2 separate regions of the Mus musculus genome follow, and region 2 is linked to region 1. The links are chromatin contacts, called in public HiChIP or PLAC-seq maps. All regions are on one chromosome and are shown on one strand. Each heading gives the region's core, a stretch centred on a gene start, on an enhancer-like site or on the middle of the called end of the contact. The rest is flanking DNA. Distances are from core to core; before and after follow the strand shown. Region 1 holds the start of Cwf19l1 (CWF19-like 1, cell cycle control (S. pombe)). Region 2 overlaps Chuk (conserved helix-loop-helix ubiquitous kinase).

What was found. HiChIP or PLAC-seq counts read pairs in DNA pulled down with a chosen protein or histone mark.
Region 2: an H3K27ac HiChIP or PLAC-seq map of extraembryonic endoderm stem cells shows a contact between it and region 1. The contact joins the enhancer-like site here to the promoter of Cwf19l1 in region 1. A contact is called at or near these places in 3 of 39 promoter capture datasets (HPC-7-derived erythroid cells, embryonic stem cells and liver), 1 of 15 datasets of contacts at CTCF or cohesin (the NIH/3T3 cell line), 8 of 484 Hi-C or Micro-C datasets (the 63-12 cell line, the AML12 cell line, cardiomyocytes and 5 more), 4 of 115 datasets of contacts at active chromatin or transcription factors (the SCID.adh cell line, embryonic fibroblasts, embryonic stem cells and 1 more) and 3 of 9 other capture datasets (adipose tissue, liver and pancreatic islet).

The regions. Positions count from the first base shown.
Region 1 is chr19:44,131,563-44,138,974 of GRCm38.p6, forward strand. It overlaps Cwf19l1 (CWF19-like 1, cell cycle control (S. pombe)), which reads right to left and starts at 4,314. Exons shown (of 14, transcript NM_001081077.1): 1 at 4,204-4,314; 2 at 1,438-1,522; 3 at 524-602. The coding sequence starts at 4,226.
Region 2 is chr19:44,081,391-44,088,802 of GRCm38.p6, forward strand. It overlaps Chuk (conserved helix-loop-helix ubiquitous kinase), which reads right to left. Exons shown (of 21, transcript NM_007700.2): 11 at 7,285-7,387; 12 at 6,526-6,649; 13 at 5,518-5,669; 14 at 3,027-3,088; 15 at 1,196-1,305; 16 at 556-605. Among named protein-coding and RNA genes, the nearest start is that of Erlin1, 15 kb to the left of the region's middle. Within about 2 kb of position 4,786, at least 12 of the 459 cell types and tissues checked have an H3K27ac peak or open chromatin away from gene starts, as enhancers often do. A contact at or near this core is called in extraembryonic endoderm stem cells, where this site is marked.

The DNA of each region.
Region 1 (7,412 bases), core at 3,064-5,563:
CACTGAGAAAGGTTTCCTCACAGGAAAAATAGTCATGGCAAAAGTCAAGAGCCTGTGCATTCCTTCCACAGCCAGCCTAAATGTGGAACACGCTCATCACCAAGGATTCCTAATCCAACCCCACGGCTTCACGACTAAGTGATGTCACCAGACCAAAGGAATGCCATCTCAAATGCTCAATGTGTGTGTGTGTGTATGTATGTATGTATATATATATATATATATATATATATATGCATTCTTTTCTGCTCAATGCAGAGTTTAAGAGGGACATAACTCCCTTTATTTTAACCATGTAGCCCAGGCTGGCCAGCCACAGATCTAGGATGCTCCTATCTTAGCCTTTCAAGTATTAGCATAATGCGCATGTGCTACCAAGACCAAGAGAGAAACTCCCCAAAAGCAGCTATGCCAGCCAAGAGAGAAATCTTCAGCAACTAATACGTGAGAAACGGCCCAACAGCAACCCCAGCCCCTGAGATTTTGTTAGAAGTCATGCATTAAACAACAGCAATTTCTCTACCTTTCTTGTTGCCGGTCTTATACTCCTCCCACTCAGCATCCTGGGCAGAGCCAAAAAAGTTTCCTACACACAACAGCAGCTAAAATGAGTTTTTTAAAGATATATGAGATTAAAACAAAACAAAAAAATTAAACATTACATTGACTGTAATATTCAGCTAATTACTCTATTTAATAGTCTCAAACCAAGTATTTCTTCATTAATTTAATTAACGATAATTCTATGAATTATTCAACTTCGATGCACTGTCTGTCAATCACTCCAAATTGAGGGTGGGGGGAAAGTGAAGGAAACGAGCTTTCAGAAGGCAGAACTTATGTGCTTTCCAAAGGTTCCCAAGGCCTCTCTATCCTCCTTCCTTGGAATACATAGCAGTGTTGAAACAGATGCAGAAGGAATCAGTCCGTGAAATACAAAACTTCAGTATTAGACTTCAGAACTACAGGGCAGAAGCCCACCACATGTGCTGCTGTGTTTACTTATCCCTCAACCCAACGCACAAGTCCTCCCTAACCCTACAGTCCTCCCGTGTCCTAGGGACTCATAGTCTACGTGGCAAGCACACACAACACTCATTCCTCATTCTTTCTTTGGTAAAGACCTGCACATCTGTTATCTGATTTGATCCAGAGCGCACACCCGTGAAGCAGACCTGGGCTTATCAGTCCAGGTGTCAGAACTGGCTAGCTCTGTTCAGTGTGTTTCTTTGCTTGTTTTTGGTTCAGTAAGAAAGTAATGAGATGAACAGTATAGACCGCCTCCCTCCTCCCATCAATCCACAGCTACTTAGTGTAATTAAGGATAAAAACCACAACCTAACAAAAAATGGGAAAGTCAGTCATAAAATTAACAAAGAATCAGTACTTTTAATGTTTGACTACAGTGTAAAATTTCAGTAAAAATGATCATCTTACATCAAAGTTTCCACTTTTCTTCTGAATTGTCCGAACTCTATTGAATAAAACATCAAACTTTCCTTCAACATCTCCACAGGCCAAGCTGCAAACAAGAGATAAACGTTATAGCAATTCAGGAAACACAAATGGATCTGCTAGGCTTGGTGTAAATGTACTCGTTTTTTTAGATTAGCGCTATGAACTAGTCCCAGCAGGTATCTTCTGACTTATGGTCAATATCAACTACTCTGAGCTACCAGGCAGACTTTTCTGAATATCTCACCAATACCTCTAACTCACCATATCTAAAAATCTGCTTTTCGTGTCTTCAAAATTGAGCCAACCTCTTCTGATTCTTAAATTTCGTGGATGGGTTTATCACCAACTTGGTCACTAAGAGTCAGCTAATTCCTTATTTAATCTAAGTCCAGGTGAGTCTCCAACCATGTTTCACACCCATTCTGTTCTCCTCACCTCCACAGCGTGTGCCTTGCTACACGGCTTCAGTCATCGTTCAGCAAACACCAACCGGACAACTACACTATGCAAAGCTCAATGGTCACATACTACCCTAAGAACACATTAGAATTACAGAAGCACTTGGACTCATGTAAAGCCTCAGAGAGTTTACAATAAGGGACGGGTGGCTCCAATCACAAGCATATATGGAAAAGGCTATGTTGTGAGGCAAGCATAGCATGTTACAGGGCAGGGAGGAGAAAATGACAAGCATGAAGGTTGATGAGGGGGACTGTCCCAAGTGGTGAAGTGACTTGCTCTAACATCTAAGTTCTGACTTGTACAATTCTGACTTACATCGTTTGTTTGTTTTCACTTTAGGGGAGGTATTGTATTGGGAGGGCGTATATGTGTCGGTGTTCATGTGAAGGTCAGAGAACCACTAAAGAGAGTTCCCTCTCTCCACCACGTGTGTCATCAGGGACTGTACTCAGGACACCAGGCATGGCAGGAAGTGCCACTACTCACTGGGCCATTTCACCAGCCCTTACTTACTTTTGTAACATCTTTTAACTCAAAATACTATAGACTCTATTGTCGTATATCTCTCTGTTCTTATTGTTCCTATCATTGAACAGTCTCAAGCAGCATAAGGATATGATTGTACATGTTTCATCAATACGTCTAATAACAGAAAAGGACGGTCTGGAGGAACAGTTAAACTACAATCAAAGTGCTAACCAAGGAAATGGCCAATGGAAACAGGGACGAGAAAAGCAGATGAGAAACTTAAAGTCTGAAGACAAGCTAAGTGGGGAAGCGGGATGGGAAATGAGGGAGAGGCAGGAACGGAGGGAAACAAATCTGAACAACTTAGAGGGAATGGCTGAGGCGGAGAAACCTACTTGATGTGGTTTGGAGGCAAGGTAGACTATATGGACCCCATAGTGCTTTCTCTGCTTCAGTTTAATGTTCCTTCCTAAAAACATTACACAGTGCCTCGTTTCCTGTAGAAAGAGTTTTCCTCCGGTTCTGGCCTGTCTTCCCAGTACTTTCTCTAAGTTTTCCTAACTAAACTCTCCCAAACTGCAGATTGATCACTCTGCCTCTGCTAGGCTCTAGGGAATTCTCTTTCCTAAGAGCCCCATTGTGCTCAACCTCAAGGCTTTTCCATCCATCAAGGCTGAGTCTCTGTAGCCTCCTGGTGGGCTGAGAAAGCCACTTTCTCAAAATCTCAGAAATCCATATACCATTTCAGAACAAATTCTGTCCTAACTATCATGCAGTATAATTTATTCTTTGAGAGCCTCTAACATCTTTTTGTTCCCTGTTGATTATCAATTCCTGACAGGTACAATCCATATTCACTCTCTGATCTGGGCCCCTTTTCAGCATTTTCTGATCCCAATGACTGAAGACAGAAATCTATGACCTTACAGTGGAGGTTTCTCACCATCAAAACATCACCAGGCCCTGTGAGTCCACCTGCTTAACAGACTATCCATTCCTGAACTTTCTCTCTGACATTGCTTTACCTAATGCTTGTTGCCTTCTACTTCGGCTCTTATTTGTTTCCCAACTTTCAAGCAGGATCACTTTCCATAACAAAAACTAGGTCACACTAAGGAGTTTTTAAACGTTTCAATGTCTTCTCTGAGTTAAATACAATAATATTTGCCAGAGTTAAATCCTCACTTTCAAAAAAAAAAAAAAATCCTCACTTTCTCATGAAAGCCTTAATTCCTTATACTAAGCCAAATATCGTTATTATATACCCTCCAGAACCATCAACCCTTTCTCTACATTTTCCGCATTCGTTAACACGTGTTATTCTAGTCTAGACTATCAGCTATCAAGGCGGGAACTGGTTTGTGCGACGCTTGTCCGCTGCTCAATACAATAGTCTTTCTAAATTAAGTCATGTCTTCGCTAACCGACCGCGCAAACAAAAGTACGCGAGGACAGGACAATGCTCATCTTGTCTGACAAAACCCATGCGTGCACCCCATGCCTGCAAGTATTTGGCTAATCAATACGTGCGACGCCGGGAGAAACGACAAGGAGATGGTGTGTCCCAGGCAGACTAGGCCTAAGGAAAAAGAAGTCCGGCTCATCAAGTTTTTAGTTCTGCCAGAGAGACTCTGAAGACACCAGGGCGAAATGAACTGGGAGGCGAGAACAGGAAGCCTCCACTCCGGCTCCCAGCAGCCCTGCGACCTCCCCTCCGTCTTCCCCTTCCGGTGTGGAGAAAGACCCCCCCACTCCTCCGCCCGCCTCTCTCCCTTTCTCCTATGTGCCTGAGTCTACCGATGCAAGGTCACTCACAGACGCAGTGGCTTCTGAGCCATCGGGAATGACAACCAGGGCTGGGACGGCCACCAAAGGCTAGAAACACGAACGCGCGCTCAAGGTTGGAACGCCGGGGCGCAGAAATATGACGTCACACCACTCAGCCAATAGAAATCACCTAGCTATGGGGCGTGTAGAGGGGTAAAAATCTCTCCGCGTTTATTTATTTATTTATTTATTTATTTATTTATTTATTTATTTATTTATATTTATTTATTTAAGGAAAGGTAACTGGAGTGAAAAGGATGGAGGAATTAAAATAGAAAAAAAATGTGTCTTATTTTGTTTGTTTTAGAAACATTTGGAATTATTGAACTGTGCGCCTGCGAGTTTGTATGGATCCCATGACTGCTAGCGCTCTTAAGATCTTTCCAACCCTGGCTGGGTTTTTTGTTTTTGTTTTAGTTTGTATTTGGGGGGAGGGGGACATGCTTGTGTGCATGCAGGTTCCTGTGGAAAGAATAGGAATCTTCTTCTATTGCTCCCAATCTTATTGAGTGAGATAGGGTATCATTTTAACCCAGAGTTCGTTGGATTAGACTAGTCTAGGAAGCCATATTGCCCAAAAGATCCCCTAATTCTGCTTCCTGAACGCTGGGATTCCCCGTGGGACCTGAAACTTACCTGTCTAGACTTACATGGGTACTAGGGATGCGAATTCCAGTCTTCATGATTTGTTATATGGGTGACTGAGACATCTCCCTAGCCCCTAAATTTTTTTTAACACATTGAAAGAATAGCTTCTATTCAGTGTATCGGCATGTCGCTACATTTTCTCTCTTGCTCACTTCTCCCCCAGTACCCAAACCCTGTCCTTCTCACTGAGTTATCTGAAAGCGAAGTGCAGACCTCAGTGTGCACCTCTCAAATACATAAAAATACCCTCCCTTAAGTTACCTTAATATTAGCACACTGAAAAAGAATTAAATTAATTCAGTAACAAGACCTAATGTACACAATGTTTAGTTCTCTGTAATTGATTGTATACATGGGGACTATTTTCATTCAGGGATTAAACAAATTTCACATTTTCATCGGGTCCTATCTCTAGTCTCTTTTTGCTTTGCTTTTGGTAAGTCGGTTTTTCTGAAGGGGCCAAGCCAACCAGCAACAGCCTGCTAAGGACCTGGAAAGGACTGTCCTGACAAGGAAAGAAACCCAAGTTACCAGAATCAAGTTGTTAAGAAAGAATCTCAAATCTCTAATTTTCTCACAATTTCTGCAGTGCTTTTGAGGGGGTTATTAAATCCTTTGCCTCATACATATTAATACCCCTGCTTTGTTGGTAACTTAAACCTTTTTCTTACTTTTTGGATGATACACTCCAGGAGTGGCTTTCAAGACTGAATCTTGAAGACAGATTTGCTAATATGAACAGCTATATGATTTCAGAGATGAGAAAACAACAGTAAAATATGAAAATGTGTCTGTGAAATTTGCCTGTATTATTGTTGCAACTTTCCTATAGGATCAAATCAATTCTAAAAATAAAAATGTATCCATAGAGATGGCTTACTACACTGTAAGTGTAGGAATAACAAGATTATATATATATATATATATATATATATATATACACATACACACATATGTGTGTATATATATATGTATATGTGTATATATGTATGTGTGTATATATATGTGTCTGTGTGTATATGTATGTGTGTGTATGTGTGTGTGTATATATATATATGTATATATATATCAGCCTCTTTTTTAAAAGATTTATTTATTTCATGTGTGTACACTGTTGCTGTCTTCAGACTCACCAGAAAAGGGTGTCGGATCCCATTACAGATGGTTGTGAGCTACCATATGGTTGCTGGGAATTCAACTCAGGACCTCTGGAAGAGCAGTCAGTGCTCTAACCGCTGAACCATCTCACCAGCCTAAGATACACATATCTTTAAGTAGGACCCTTGTATACATTTAAGAATTTTAGTTTTGGGGGCTGGAGAGATGTATCCTCCATGGTTAAGAGCACTTTGCTCTTCCAAAGGATCTGGGTTTCATTCCTAGGACCCACATGGTGGTTCAGTAATTCTAGTTCCAGGGATGCCACATCCTCTTCTGACCTCCATAGACACCAGGCACACACACAATGCACACATATACATGCAGACAAAGCATGCACATATATCATATTTAAATGAAAGGCCCGTTACAGACCGGAGAAGTAAGGATAAATGATTACAGTCTATAACAGCCAGAAGAGGCAGAAGGAGAAGAAGCAACCTCTTGGTATCCTACTTAGTCACTGTTCTAATGCTTGGAAGAGACACCATCACTGAGGCAACTCTCATAAAGAAGGCCTTGAACTTGGGGCTACTTTCAGAGGTTCAGTCCATTATCATCATGGCAGGAAGCATGGCAGCCTGTAGGCAGACATGGTGCTGGTGTAGATGAGAACTACTTCCTGATCCATTGGGAATCACTGGGCTTGGCATGGACTTTTGAAAGCTTAAAACCACCTCCAACTGACACACTTTCTCCATGGCCACACCCTCTAACCCTTCTAATCCTTTCAAATAGTGCTACTCTCTCTGAGGGCTCAAATCGATGAGGCTATATGGGCCATTCTTAATCAAACTACCATACTTGGGAATGGCATGCAGAACATTAGGCACCTTGCTAGGTGACAGCATGCTGCTGTAGATAAGGTTAGGATGCCTCCCAATCCAACCAACTTTGTATTAACCCGTCATCCATCTGATGTCTTTAGTTCTCCGAAATTCCTCTCACCCCATACATACAATAGGAAATATGTCACAAAATGCTTTATGTATGACTGTTGCTCCCTGCCTTCCCACCTAACACACAGGCACACATACACATTGTGTTTGCCACATTTCCAGAACAGATGTAAACATGTCATCTCACCCCCACACATCTGCCTCAAGTAGAAAGAAAGAAGAAACTGAGCCTGGTGGCCCAGGTCAATGAGCTCAGCTTTCGAGGAGGCTGAAGCAGGAAGGTTGCCAATTTGAAGCCTACTGAAGTCCTTAGAGCAGTGCTCCTCAGCCTTCCTGACATTGAGACCTTTAACACAGTTAGCTCCTCAGGTAGTGACCCCCAACCATAGTTATTACATTACTACTTTATAACTGTAATTTTGCTGCTGTTATGAATCATAATCTGTTATACAGGAGGATATTGATCGACAGGTTGAGGGCCACTGCCTTGAA
Region 2 (7,412 bases), core at 3,536-6,035, 50 kb before region 1:
GCTATTTCTTCCCTTTTGTTGGGGAGAGAGTATGCAGAGGCTCAAGGTCACCGTCACGATCATCCTTGACAGATCTCACCTCACTTGTTGATAGGGTATCTCTCTGAATCTTAAGCTTGCTGTTTCAGCTAGACTGGCTGGCCACTGAGTGCCAGGAACCCATCTGTCCTTGCTCTCCCAGTACTGCTGGGACCACAGGGGTGTGCTGCCATGCATGTGTTTATGTGAGTGCTGGGAATCTAGACTTGGGTTTATCAGAGCAAGCACTTTACTCATTGATCCAACGCTAAATTCCCTTTTTTTTCTTTTTCTTTTTTTCTTCTCTACTTTCTTTTCACTTCACTTTTAAAACTTTTCTACTTCAATATCCTTATTACTTTCCTCTTCTAATCTTTTAAGTTTTTATAAATTTAAAGCTATTATGCCACAAATGTTGCAAAAAGAATACCAAAACAGGATCATACTATGAAGTTAAAAAACATTAAAATTTACCCACTTTGTTCAGTTAGGGTGTTTCCTAAACCACCTTTCAATACTGTGACTGAAGTGTCTTACCAGGAGGTCTGTGCTTTAGCTGCTTATAGAGATCAATGGCACGCTGCTCCCTACAAAAAAGAAAAACAAACACCTTTCTGTATGTGCAAGTAACTTAATGATTAATAATACACAACTTGAATAAAAAATCATGGCTTGTGATCAGAGAGAAAAATCTGAAGTTTCTAGTTAGATGTTTAGGAAATTAGCCTCAACAGAGGAGTTAGGAGATTATCCCTTAGACCAAAAGGGAAGAAAATGGGGAATCATTTGTAATTTAAATATACATTAAACACACACGCAGAGGAGATAACAATCCAGAGAGTTATTTCCCAAACTCCCTATGACTAAGAAAGAGCTTCCTTTTAAGATATTCTAAGGGCTGGAGACACGGCTCAGAAGGTAAAGGTGCTTGAACCTGAGTTCAATTCCTGGGCCCACCATGGTAGGAGGGGAGAACTATCACCCCACCTTCTGTCCTTTGATCTCTACATGTACAATGTGATGTGTTCCATGTCACCTCTTCCCAACAAAATAATTGAATGTTTTTAAGAAAATCATATCATAGGAATATATTAGAGGTAAGAAAAACCCAGATATACGTAGGAAGGACAAACAAAGTATTCTAAAATCAAGACCAATAGCACAGACACATTCTTACAGAGACTCCATCAAGTCTCCCTGGCGTCGTCCATAGGGGCTCTTCTGCAGCTCCATGATTTCAGTGTGCAAAGACATAATTTGATCCTCAAGATAACCAATGACACCAACCTAAAATATGACACAAACCAAGACAATGACAGGCTCACTACCACATAGAACAAGGTAGAACATAAGCTGTTGTAGCAGTAGAACTGAATATTTTACTACAACAAGGTAATTGTGTTAAAGCTAATTGTCTGTTTATTTAATGAGACAGCTGTATTATATAGGCTAGACTAGTCTTGAACCTGTAATTCTCCTGTCTTGCTTTCCTGAGTGCTGGGATTACAGTGTAAAGCACACTAGACTGGTTAAAGCTATTTAAATAATAATCAACTAAAAATTTGAGAAATTTATAGGTATATATAATGTATTTTGATATTTACTCCCACTATTCCCCCTAACTCCTCACAGATCTACCCCTCTAGCCCCTCCCAACTTCATGTCTTTTTTTTTTTTAAATAATCCACAGGGTCCAATATGCGATGATCATATATACACTAAAGAATGTGAGGCCATGCAGTGGTAGTGCACACCTTTAATCCCAGCACTCGGGAGGCAGAGGCAGGCGGATTTCTGAGTTTGAGGCCAGCCTGGTCTACAGAGTGAGTTCTAGGACAGCCAGGGCTACACAGAGAAACCCTGTCTTGAAAAACCGAAAAAAAAAAAAAAAAAGAATGTGAGGCCACACAACAGGACATAGTCAAACTACTAGGGACCACATCCTTAAAGAAAACTGACTCTCCTTCCCATAACTGCTAATTGCTCCTCAGCCATGGTGGGGGTTTATCACGCTTTTGACAGTCTTTCATATAAAAATGCCTTATGCTAGGTGCAACGGTGACACCCTTAATCCCAGCTCTCAGGAGGCAGAGGCAAATGTATCTATCTCTGTGAGTCAAAGGTAGTTTGGTCTACATAGTGAATTACAGACCAGCTAGGGCTATTCAGTGAGACCTTGTCTCAAAACAAACCAACAAAGAAACAAAGAAACACACTCCTATTTCTCCCTTCTAACCATAGTCACCTACTACTAGCATTTGCTTTGGCCTCTGGAGAAGCAAAATCAACAGAAGTGCCATTCACAAGACAAACTAAGTGGCCACTGAAACCACTGCCATTTTGTGTGATATCAGCTCCACAATACCAATTGGCCTACTCACATCCTCAGTGTAAGTATGAACTGGCACCATGGGCAGCAACAGCACAAGGCCATGAACACCCAGGAGAAGAAAGGAACATGCCATCTATCTGTACCTCCCTTAGGAGCGATACGTTCTCTAAACCTTTATAGTTTTGAGAATGAAGCAGAGTACTATTGATAATTATGAGAAGACAGCAGGTATAAATAGAACTGTCCCATTTAAACTAGATGTGAAGCCATCTTATTTAAACCAGTAAGAAAAATTACTAATGATACATCTCATTACTGATTTCCATTTAATATTCACAAGCCTATTAGAAAAGACTGCGCCCCTAATATATATATGCACACACATACATACACACACACATACATATACACACACATATATGGAGATACACACACACACACACACACACACACACACACACACACACACACACAAAATAAAAGAAACTGGAGTTTAATGCTACCAATGCCTTTGGTTTTATAGCCCATGATAACCTTCCACACTCTTTTCAAAGCAAATACAAGATATTTTTCTAAATTTCAGGAATGAAAAGATAAATACTTTTTATATGTCAAAAATAAAAGATAATTTCTAATTGGAGACATTAAATACACAGAATGAGTTCAATGATTTTACCTCAGAATAGTGAATGGCCTTTTCTTCCATTTCTTTCCATGCTTTTAACATTTTTTCTGAAGCTAAAAGAAGAAAAAAGGTATCTTTAGATATTAGCCTGGCTGTGTCTATCAACATCAAAGAAACATAATGGGTTGAAAGTGTCTTACCCAAATAGGCATCCTATACTCCTAAGCCCCAATACCTTAGAAGGTTACCTCACCGGAAATAGTCAACTTATAAAGTTAATCACCTATGTATGTACGCATACTGGACTAAGCTAGGCCTTCCCACAGTGTGACTCTTTTCCAGAGTCCTTAAGAGAACAGTCTTGGGGAGGCGGGGTACACAGAAACACAAAGGAGAATGGTGATGACAAGTCAAGCGGGAAGCCGAAGGAAGGACAGTCAGCATGGCTGGTCGTCCGGAGAGCTAGCAAATCATCTGTTTTTGCAAATTTCCAGAATCAAGGCATAGCTAGCACCTTGATTTTTAGATTTTAGCCATGAAATTCTGAGCTTTTACATCTATACTGTTTTAAGCCACAGAGCTGTTATGGAAGTTACAGGAGAATAATATATATTTTTCCCCTCCAAAAAACTTATCTTAAAGTAATACATAAACAGGTTTCAGAAAGCTAATTGTTGGCTAGGAATGTTGCTTGGTAGTAGAGGAGTTGCCTAGTGTACACAAGGCTTTGAGTTTGGCTGCACGTGTTTTCATGCCAGATTGGGATGCAGAAGCAGACAGGTCTCTGGGAGATCAAGGCCAGCCTGGTCTATGTAGTCAATTCCAGGCCACCCAAAACAACATAAATAAAGATCTTGTATCAAAAACAACACAAGGGACTAGGTTCAATTCCCAGTACTGTAAAATACATAAAAAGTATAAAAAGAAAGGCCTGTCCCTTTACTCAAGTGTTCTCACTAAAGTGACTGTTACAAGATACAGTCTCTATTCTCTCACAAGACAACCTAATCTATGCATGCTTTCCTCACAATTGAATTATCACTGTGGTGGTTTCCTGAGAATGGCCCCCACAGGCTCATATACTTGAATATTTGGTTCCCGGGTGGTAAACTGTTTAGAAATAATTAGGAGGTTCGGCCTTGTTGGAAAATTTGTCAGTGGAAGTGGGCTTTGAGTTTCAGAAACCCATGCTAGGCCCAGTCTGCTCTCTCTGCCTCCTGCCTGTGGATCAGATGTAAGCACTCAGCTTACAGCTGGAGCCATGCCTGCCTGCCTGCCAGTCACCATGCTGGTCAAGGGCTCACCCTGTGTAAACAACCCCCGACTAAATGCTTTCTTTTATAAGTTCCTTGTTCACTACAAGAGAAAAGTAACAAGAGAGTCACTGTCAAATATTCTACTGATATGTTAGTGTCAGCACAACTAGATCTATTTCACTATGTTAACTAGTACTTCACTAGTCGTACAGTATGCCTATGACAAGTCAAAGATGCTTAATGAAATAATTATGTTTTGTCATTCACAAGAATGCCTATAATATGCAAACAAAGAAATAGCACTGGAAGATAAACATATTCACTAACTAGACACTTCTGATCACTAACTGGACACTAACTGGACATTCTGAGATATCCATAACTTTGTCAAATACAAATATAAACAGAACCTACTTCCTTAAAAAAGAGATGTTTCATGAAATCAGAAAACTCAGTTTATTTGAATTTTAACTCTTTATAAATCCGTAACACATCTGAGGGAAGCTAAGGTTGTACTGTGTGGAGGAAACAGCAGCCTGAACCCCACAGCAGATGGTCAGAAAAAACCAGGACCTTGGAAATCGTATGTATGTATGTATGTATGTATGTATGTATGTATGTATGTATGTATATTTTAAACAGAAAACCAGATTAATTTAAGATTCCCCTGGCTGTGTTAGTCCATTTGGGCTGCTACACTGCTAGAACAAAACTAGAAAACAAAGGCAAATGTACTCTAGGTGGCAAATATCCATGGAAATTCATTTCTGAGTGTTGGAAAGTAAGAAGATTTGGCTCCTAGATGGCTGCCTTTTGTGTCCTCTCCTGGCAGGAAGGGCGCAGGAATCTCAGTCTTTTGTTAAAGGAAACAATTCATCCATGAAGGTCCCTTTGTGACTTAATCATTTCCCAGAGTTCCTACCATTATCTCAAGGCTCTTGGTTTCAGTACCCGATTGGGGGAAGCACACATTGCAGTACAGTGTCTGCTAAGAAGTCATCCCAGTACAGACTCGGTGTGCCTTCCTAAAATAAGACTTAAATTTCATAGTCTTAAGTCTCTTATTCATCTTCTCTAGAGTTAAGTCATTCTATTACAATTATGAAATAAGTTGCTCAATTAAGGAATGAAATGAGCTAACCCTCAAAACAAAAACAGTTTGATGACTTAAGTTATCCTGTGTGTTGTTCTGTTGTGAAGTTAAATAACTGGCTATGTGTCAACAAAGAGCAGATGGTTTTGAGAGACTGGACATCCTTACAAATACGTTACAGCCCGACACTTACATATCCCATAAGTCATCTGCTCACTATATCTCTCCAAGTCAAGCTGAATGCTTTTTCGAAAAAACTCCAATTTAGCTTTGAGTTGCTGTGATGCTGAGATCAAAGTATTCTTCATTTTTGTCAAGTTAGCATTATATCTAAGAAGACTTAACCTAAGCCATAGCAAAACAAAACAAAATTATCAACATTCAGAAACATTGAATAACAATTTGCAAACACACAGTATCCAAACTCCAGAACCTAAATTTCTATTATCAATTCAGAGAACTAGCTGGCCTATTTCCTGCCTGTGGAGTCTGTGATTAAACAACCTTCTTTAACTAAGATCACTCAGCAACTACTACTTCCAAGTCATTACAGCTGAGTGATTTTACACTATTAATACGAAATCTAAGTCTGGCCGGGAATGGTGGTGCACGCCTTTAATCCCAGCACTTGGGAGGCAGAGGGAGGCAAATTTCTGAGTTCGAGGCCAGCCTGGTCTACAGAGTGAGTTCCAGGACAGCCAGGGATACACAGAAAAACCCTGTCTCGAAAAAACAAAAAAAAAACAAACAAAAAAAAAAAAAAAAAAGAAAGAAAGAAATCTAAGTCTGGTTAGGATTATTATCAGGGTGACAGCTCAGTGGGTAGAGTGCTTGCCTTGCACGCATGATTATCTCAGCTTAGTACATGACAGAGTGTGCTTGTACCCCCAGTACTAAGAGGCTTGGGAGGGACACAGATCCTACGAGCTCACTGGCTAGTCAGTCTAACTCAGTGAGCTCCAGGTTTAGTAATAGATCCTGCCTCAAAACTTAGGTGAGAAAACACTAAGGAAAGATACCCAACATCAACCTCTGGCTTCCACATGCACACCCATTCACATGTACATAAACACATGGTTTTTTAAAAAAAATTTAATGCTCAATATTTTAGTTTGTACACAGTCCTGCTAGTGAAACCTGGCAAGAATAATTCTTGAGTACATGATACACATGGCATTACGCTTCAAAACAATCCACTTACATTGCTGCTCTTTGTCCCTGGAAGAGCCTGCTGTAGTCTTCCTTTAGCCCAGATACGTAGTGCACTGCTTCAGCCCATACTTTCCGCAGCTGTATAATTGGCAGTTGTATTTTGCTGTCTTGTACTGTAAGTAAGATGGTGTTAAGGGAGGTAAGCTACATTATATTTCATTCTTTGTGAGTTCCTTTCCAAATATTAACCCCATAGATGCTAAAAAGAATTTACTACCTGACTAGCTGTAAGGGCTGTATGCCTGACATGACTGCTTCTCTCAAGGAACTGGAGATTATTCCTGTACATCTTTATTTTAACCTTGCTTCTTTCCAGTCGAGAATACGCCTTCTCTCTCTACTAATCCAAACTCTATACTTCTTTCAAGCTTTAAAGCAAGTTCCATCTCCTCCATCGTCCCCCAGTTTTTTCTGGTTCTGAGAAGTAGCTACTATCTCCTAAAGCAGCAGCTCAGCTTCACAGGATAAGCTGTGTGCACAGATCTGAACACTGTAACAAAGGGGCAGTTAGATCGTAGGCTTAACCAATAGTGGCTTTCATTCTCCTCTCTGTAGAGCCCTAGCCTCGGGAAGGGAGGTCTTCTACATGAAGGAGCTATGGTGATTTAAATCCACCTTCACACCTCCCAAACTACATTAAATCCACGTCAACCACAGATACTAATACTGAACAAAAACATTAAAAGCTCAATCTACTAATCATGTAATTTCAAGATTAAAGTTCAGCTACTAACTGGACTCTACTTACCAATATAATTTACACAATCAGATAAACTTCTGGATGCAAATGGTCCTTCATATACAGTCTTACTTTTATCAAACAAATAAACCATGTAGCTATCACAGCCTCTCTAAAAAAGAAACAAACCAAAATTT